Regions from separate parts of the Ctenopharyngodon idella genome. Here region 2 is linked to region 1. Evidence: chromatin contacts called from public Hi-C data. All regions are on one chromosome and are shown on one strand. The core of a region is the stretch at or near the end of the contact, and the rest is flanking DNA. Distances in the headings are between cores, read along the strand shown.

What was found. A called contact is a pair of places that touch in the nucleus more often than the background predicts.
Region 2: a contact with region 1 is called in a Hi-C map of muscle, with 6 times the contacts expected there. The contact joins the promoter of galt here to the promoter of tmem267 in region 1. A contact is called at or near these places in 2 of 2 Hi-C or Micro-C datasets (both in muscle).

The regions. Positions count from the first base shown.
Region 1 is chr10:27,054,859-27,058,098 of HZGC01, reverse strand. It overlaps tmem267 (transmembrane protein 267), which reads right to left and starts at 1,467. Exons shown (of 3, transcript XM_051910693.1): 1 at 1,332-1,467; 2 at 368-778. The coding sequence starts at 739.
Region 2 is chr10:27,749,127-27,752,366 of HZGC01, reverse strand. It overlaps galt (galactose-1-phosphate uridylyltransferase), which reads left to right and starts at 1,565. Exons shown (of 11, transcript XM_051907629.1): 1 at 1,565-1,929; 2 at 2,602-2,771. The coding sequence starts at 1,875. sigmar1 (sigma non-opioid intracellular receptor 1) reads right to left here and starts at 1,442. Exons shown (of 4, transcript XM_051907632.1): 1 at 1,175-1,442; 2 at 1-191. The coding sequence starts at 1,319.

The DNA.
Region 1 (3,240 bases), core at 218-2,717:
TAGAAAGAAAATCATGGCTTAGAACGTGAGGGCAAGCGAATGATCAGTGGATGAGTAGTCTACCTACTGATTAGGCCTATATTTAGATGCTGCTGTAAATCTATTCACAAATGTTTCATTTTTTTAATCTTTCTTGGCATTTTTTGGAAGTAAGATTTGAACTTGAAATAATTTTTTTCTATCATCAATCATTTTTTTGTTTGATGCAGTCACATTAGCAATATTCCGACGAAAATTCACAAGCAAAAAAGTCCACTGTCAATAATGTAGCAACATATAAAGCACAGCTCACACAGAAGTCACTTTCAAACCAACCAGCTTTCTCTTGGTCATCGGCAGTTTTCAGATGCTAATAAAAGACACTCACCTTAAGCGACAATGATCCAGCCAAGTAGAAGTGGTCCAGGTCAATGACAGAGGCCAGAAACCCAGCCAAGGCGACTTCATAGAAGTCACTTTTCTTCCTCAACCCAATCACAATGGCCCAGGACCAGAGTCCAATAATGCCATGGACGGCGTTATCAAGGACAGCCCTGAACCACAGATGGTGTTGGATGAAGGGGAGTGTCAGAAAGTGATCAACGAAGAAGCAGAAAGTGCCCAGGCCTGCGCTGGCTAACAGAGAGGCAGTGCTGAAGGTCTGGAGCAGGGCCTGAGCTTTCTCAGTCTCCACGGCCAGGTTCAGAGGCACAGCCATGCCCAAAGATGAGGAATCCAGCTTTGAGTAAAAGCCCCTCATCGCTGGCCTCTTCCATGGAGGGGTCAGAAACCTGATCTGCTGGAATAAACGAGTATACACAAATTAAAGCATGCACTCTTGCAAATGTGGTACTGTTTAAATGTCATGATGCTCTGACTTGACTCAGAGAAGAGAACAGCAGATGAGAGTAACAGTACAAACCTGTGAATCATGACCACATGATCTTTTCATGAGAACATCATCAATAAGGCACGAACAGATCAAAATTTGTAAGAGAATATTAAGAGCAGATTTATATACAGACATATATGTATATATGGTATGTAATGCATGTATGCGCGTGTGTGTGTGTATATATATATATATATATAGGTGCTTTTTACATTTAAATGAAAAAAAAGTATTGCAATAGGATATCTTTGCCGAGCGAGATTTATTTTTTTTTAAAAATTAGCATTAGCTTTGCTGCTAACTAGCTGATAAGCTAATCCACTGCTCAAGGCAAACGATTACATTTATTAGCCATCATAACAAATCACATAAAAACCTAAAAAGGCACCATTCTCACATAGCTGCGTATTACACAAAAACACCAGACATAATGTATATTTTACACATGCCGTTTCCTCACCTCATTTCATTCAGCTCATCGGTATGATGGACTGTTTGTTCTTTGGTTATGTTTGATTCGTTATCGCGAATCACTGAATCGGTTCCTTTGAATTAAACCGTGAGTCGAACTGGAATGAGACCAACACGAGGATCTAAACATGCTGCGTCCCAATTCGACTACTTATTGTATGCCCCCAAAGTATGTACTCTTTTTGTGAAGAAAAAGTAGATATTTTACAAACATGCATTTTAGTCTGGGACTAGGCTTAAGCTGTGAAACCGGGGGTTAGTGTATCTTATGTTCACTACTTAGAACGCATCTCCTGATTAATCTGTCAGGCATGCTCTGCATTAATTTATGAAACTGTGCGTGTCTGTTCAGGATTAAATGAAATGATATGAACTCTACACAAATAGAACTCTACAAATAGCCTAATAGCAAATAATTTTTACACATGAACATGTCATTGTTTTAAGTAGGCAGTGCTTATACTGTTTTTCCTCTCAATTACTGTTTTAAATTTAAATCATCTCATATTAATCACACACACACACACACATATATATATATATATATATATATATATATTTTTATTTATTTTTTTTTTTTTTATCAAGTGACAAACTGTCACCGTCAATAGTTTGTCCAGGCCTGGTTTAAAAGATTAGTTCACTACAGAATTAAAATTTCCTGCTAATTTACTTACCCCCATGTCATCCAAGATGTTTATATCTTTCTTTCTTCAGTCGAAAAGAAATTATGTTTTTTGAGGAAAACATTCTAGGATTTTTCTCCATATAATGGACTTTGACAGCTACCAAGGGGTTGAAGGTCCAAATTGCAGTTTAAATGCAGCTTCAAAGGGCCCTACACAATCCCAGCCGAAGAATAAGGGTCTTATCTAGCGAAACGATCGGTACATAAAGAAAATAAAAATTATATACTTTTTAACCACAATGCTAGCTCTGCGATGCGGCATGCATTGTGTAATCACATTGGGCGGAAGTACAGAGCAAGTGTTTACAAAGCAAACGTGCAAAGACTAAGTCAAACGCCCTTTACAAAAAATGGTAAAACAACGATGTTGGATGATTTTGAAGTTGGAGGAGAAAATGAGATGGAGTTTTCCGCCCTACAGCAGTACCTACTTCCACCTATGTCACACGTGACCTTTTCAACGTGATTACGTAATGCGTGGCACATCGCAGAGCTAGTGCAAGATGGGCATTTTTGGTTTATAAGTATACATTTTTATTATTTTAGAAAAATCGTTTCACTAGAAGACCCTTATTCCTCGTTCGTGTAGAGCCCTTTGAAGCTGCATTGAAACTGCAATTTAGACCTTCAACCCATTGTACCCCAGTGAAGTCCACTATGGAGAAAAATTCTGGAATGTTTTCCTCAAAAACCGTCATTTCTTTTCGACTGAAGAACATCTTGGATGACATGGGGGTGAGTAAATTATCAGGAAATTTTAATTCTGAAGTGAACTAATCCTTTAAATCCTCCATTATCCATTGTCATTAAATCTCCATTTATCTATTATAACAACTTTTTTATAGGAGAGTTATTCCAAACCATTCCACTGGAGGTCGCTCTGCAAATTCTTGCAAACAAGAGCCCAGGGTTCTTGAGATGAGATCACCCAGCTTCTGGACTGGCAGGACAGGGCTGAGGCTGACCAGTATATTATGCCCTGTGAGGAATTGTGTTGGTTTGACCTGCAGCAAATAGTGACCACTGGAGAGGATTTGGCACAGGTTATTATGTGCCAAGCAACATTTGCAGCTCAATCATGATGCTCTTGTTTGTAATACTAGAATTTCCAAATGTGGAAAACATTAATGATAACCTCTGGACCAAAGATGGCTTGTCACAAGGTATTGCTGTTAGGAAGGCAACACATGCAGATGAACAATTTGAATTA
Region 2 (3,240 bases), core at 316-2,815, 690 kb before region 1:
ACCCGTATCCACTGCTGTCCCGAAGAGCAGCACATACTCTGTTAGAGAAGCGTGCAGGAGGCACATGGAGCCCATCCACCCGCCGGCATTCACAAACACCCACTGCAGGTCCTCATCAGGCAGGATGTGTCCCGGATACCTCTTACGCAGCTCCACTACTACTTTAGAGAACGCTTGTTCGTGATCCTGGCCTACGACACACAAAGGCACTTTAGACATCTTTTTTTGTTTTAAACATATATCAGGCAAGTTAAAGTCACCATAAAATCAAAATGGACAATTGTTTTTTTTAATGGAATATTGCATTATTTATTATAAATGATTTATCCATACACATTATTATTATTATTATTTTAAATTCATGTGCCTTGTAATCTTTTATCAAATAAATTCCCCTCCCTCTTGCAGTGACATCTCTTCTTTTTCTGATGATGTGTTTATTGGCGTGAGGGCGGGACAACCTGTCACTCACATGAGATCCACCAATAGCAAACCACAACCTTCCAATTGATTCCCATTTGGCCAAAATTAAGCCCCGTCCTACTTTTGTTCTTGTCTGAGAAGCCGTTTCACTTGGATATACATCACAATAAGGAAGAAAAGACTATCGCATCTTTCTTTCGAGCCAACTTTAAAGGAAGTGTCAGGTAGATAAAGAAAGAGAGAAAGAACTTGACACTGATGTCAATTATTGCGTTTGAAATCAAGCAATATCAGTCTTAAAAGGTCAGTCCATCATGTTATTCAACTTTGCTGACCAACGGCAAAAAAAAAAAAAAAAAAAAAAAAAAAAAACAGCTGAATACAACTTTGTGTTATGTATATACAATCTATACAATAATATATCTATACAATAATAATATATATAATATATATATATATATATATATATATACACACACACACACACACACACACACACACTTCAAAGTTGTATAGAGCGGTTTAAAATACTTGGTATATCTTGGAAATATAAGTAAATATAAATAGGATATTGCAATACTTGTTCTCTGTAGCAATAGTAATATTGCGAATGGTGTAATCCATAGAGCTATAGCTCTATATATGCATTACAACATTCGCAATATTACTATTGCAACAGAGAACAATTATTGCAATATCTTAGCAACAGATGTAACTTCAGAATAGAAACGGAATATACGTGTTTACTCACCTGCATACTGTTTGGCTAACTTGGCAACATCTTCTTTTGTAAAGACATATTGTTTATTTGCCATCCAGTATCTTATAAACTGAACTGTCAACACCAGAACACCAAGAACCACCACCATCTTTAGAATATTTCTTATTAAAGACATCGTAAGCCGACCACAAATAACAATTTAAAAGTAAAAAGCTCTCTGAGATTACAAAAGACATTAAACAGACTTCATTCAGACAAACAGCATGGCATACATGAAAGGTGACGGTCGCTGACGTGAGGTGACGTAACATCTGTGACAACCAATCAGCTGCCACAAACGGCTAGTTCTAATCCAATGAAATCGCACAGGGCTCAATAAGGAAGAAATCGACGTGAAGGTGCATCATTATTATCAATATGCCACCAAAATACGCAAAATACATAAGCACCCTTTATTAATACAGTGAAATATATCGAATTAATGAACTTAGTTATGTATTTCGTATTATTTATGTTCTCGAGAAAATTTAAACGAGGAAACATTGTTCGGTTTATTCATCTGTAAAAGCTGCATACTGCGTTTTATGTACGCAATCTTGTTCACTACAGGATACTTAGGAGAAGGATCAAATGAAGACTTGAAACTCTGACAAGAAACGATCATTGAATTCATGTTTAAAACCCATAACGGGTGATCGGATAGATTACGTATCCACAGGAAAATTTTATTATGTCAGTAAGTAGTAGGATGGATAGTATCAGTAAACCCATGTTTGATCCTAAAGGTAAGGTTTTTACATATTGACACATATGCATATTTTTTTCTGACCTTTGCATAATTCACAGACAATTCTGTTTAATGTAATGCAATGACCATTTTTTTTTCTTTCAAACTCCTGTCTTTTGAAATCACTGAAAATAGTACACTCGCTTAGATGTGTCACGTGATGGCTGGCTGTGAAGCTGATCATGTGATTTAGCGGTGGGACGTCTGAATCATTTTATAGAATCGATTCGTTCGGACGGTTTAATTCAATGAACTGATTCACCCATTGGGAATACCTTCCAAAGTATTAGCGGAATTTTACGAATCATTTTGAGATAAAATACATTTTAGTTAAATACTACTGTTTATCACCGTGTTTTAAACTAGGTGATATAGATTGCTTAGAAATGTATGATGTTTATGCTTTACTTTAACTGTCAAAATTTTCCTCTCAAAGTGATTTACAAACACTGCGAAGTAGTTATCAAAAGATGATTTTTAACATATCAAGTGGCCTGTTACATTTTAAGTCAAATCAAACGCAGAAACAGCTGTAAATAATGCACAAGTAAGCATGATTTAATAAATATTTGCTAGAATAACATTTTAAACAAGTTATGTAAGGTATATTTTACTCCTGGTGGGTTGACCTTAACTCAAATTATTTTTTGCATCTTGATGTTTGTTTCAGAGCACCAGCATTTAAGGTACAATCCTCTGCGGGACTCATGGGTTCTGGTCTCGGCCCATCGAATGAAGCGTCCGTGGAAAGGACAGGTGGAGAAACCGTCAGAGGACAACATCCCACGACATGACCCCAACAACCCTCTCTGTCCTGGCAGTGTGAGAGCTAATGGAGAGGTAGGCGACTGAACCTCTCACATGGTTTAGTTTCATCCCATTTCTTCAGCTGATAGGGATTTATGTTACACTTTTTATTTTTTATTTCAAAGCTCTCTTTATGAAGGCTATAAATGAGCCTTATTTGTGTTTTACCCATTTTACCATGTGCTTTACATGTTTTTCATGTATCAAGTTCTTATAATGGCCACATTTTCTGTAGTTCGTGCTTTTGGACTGAATATTGCTCAGGTGTCTGCCTCATTGATACCTAAAGCTCATTGCATGAAGTGAGATAAAGCTGAATTACAGAATGAAGGTGTTTATATATTCTCAATTTTTGTGCTGCATCACTGTAGTGCCATTTCCAATTCAATTACATGTACTTTTCCATTAAATATCAGATTGTAGTAAAACAGTCCATTTACAGTATAGTTTAAAAATTCATGAGCTTATAGTTTTAAGCTCTCGACACCTCTGGCTTAGCCTG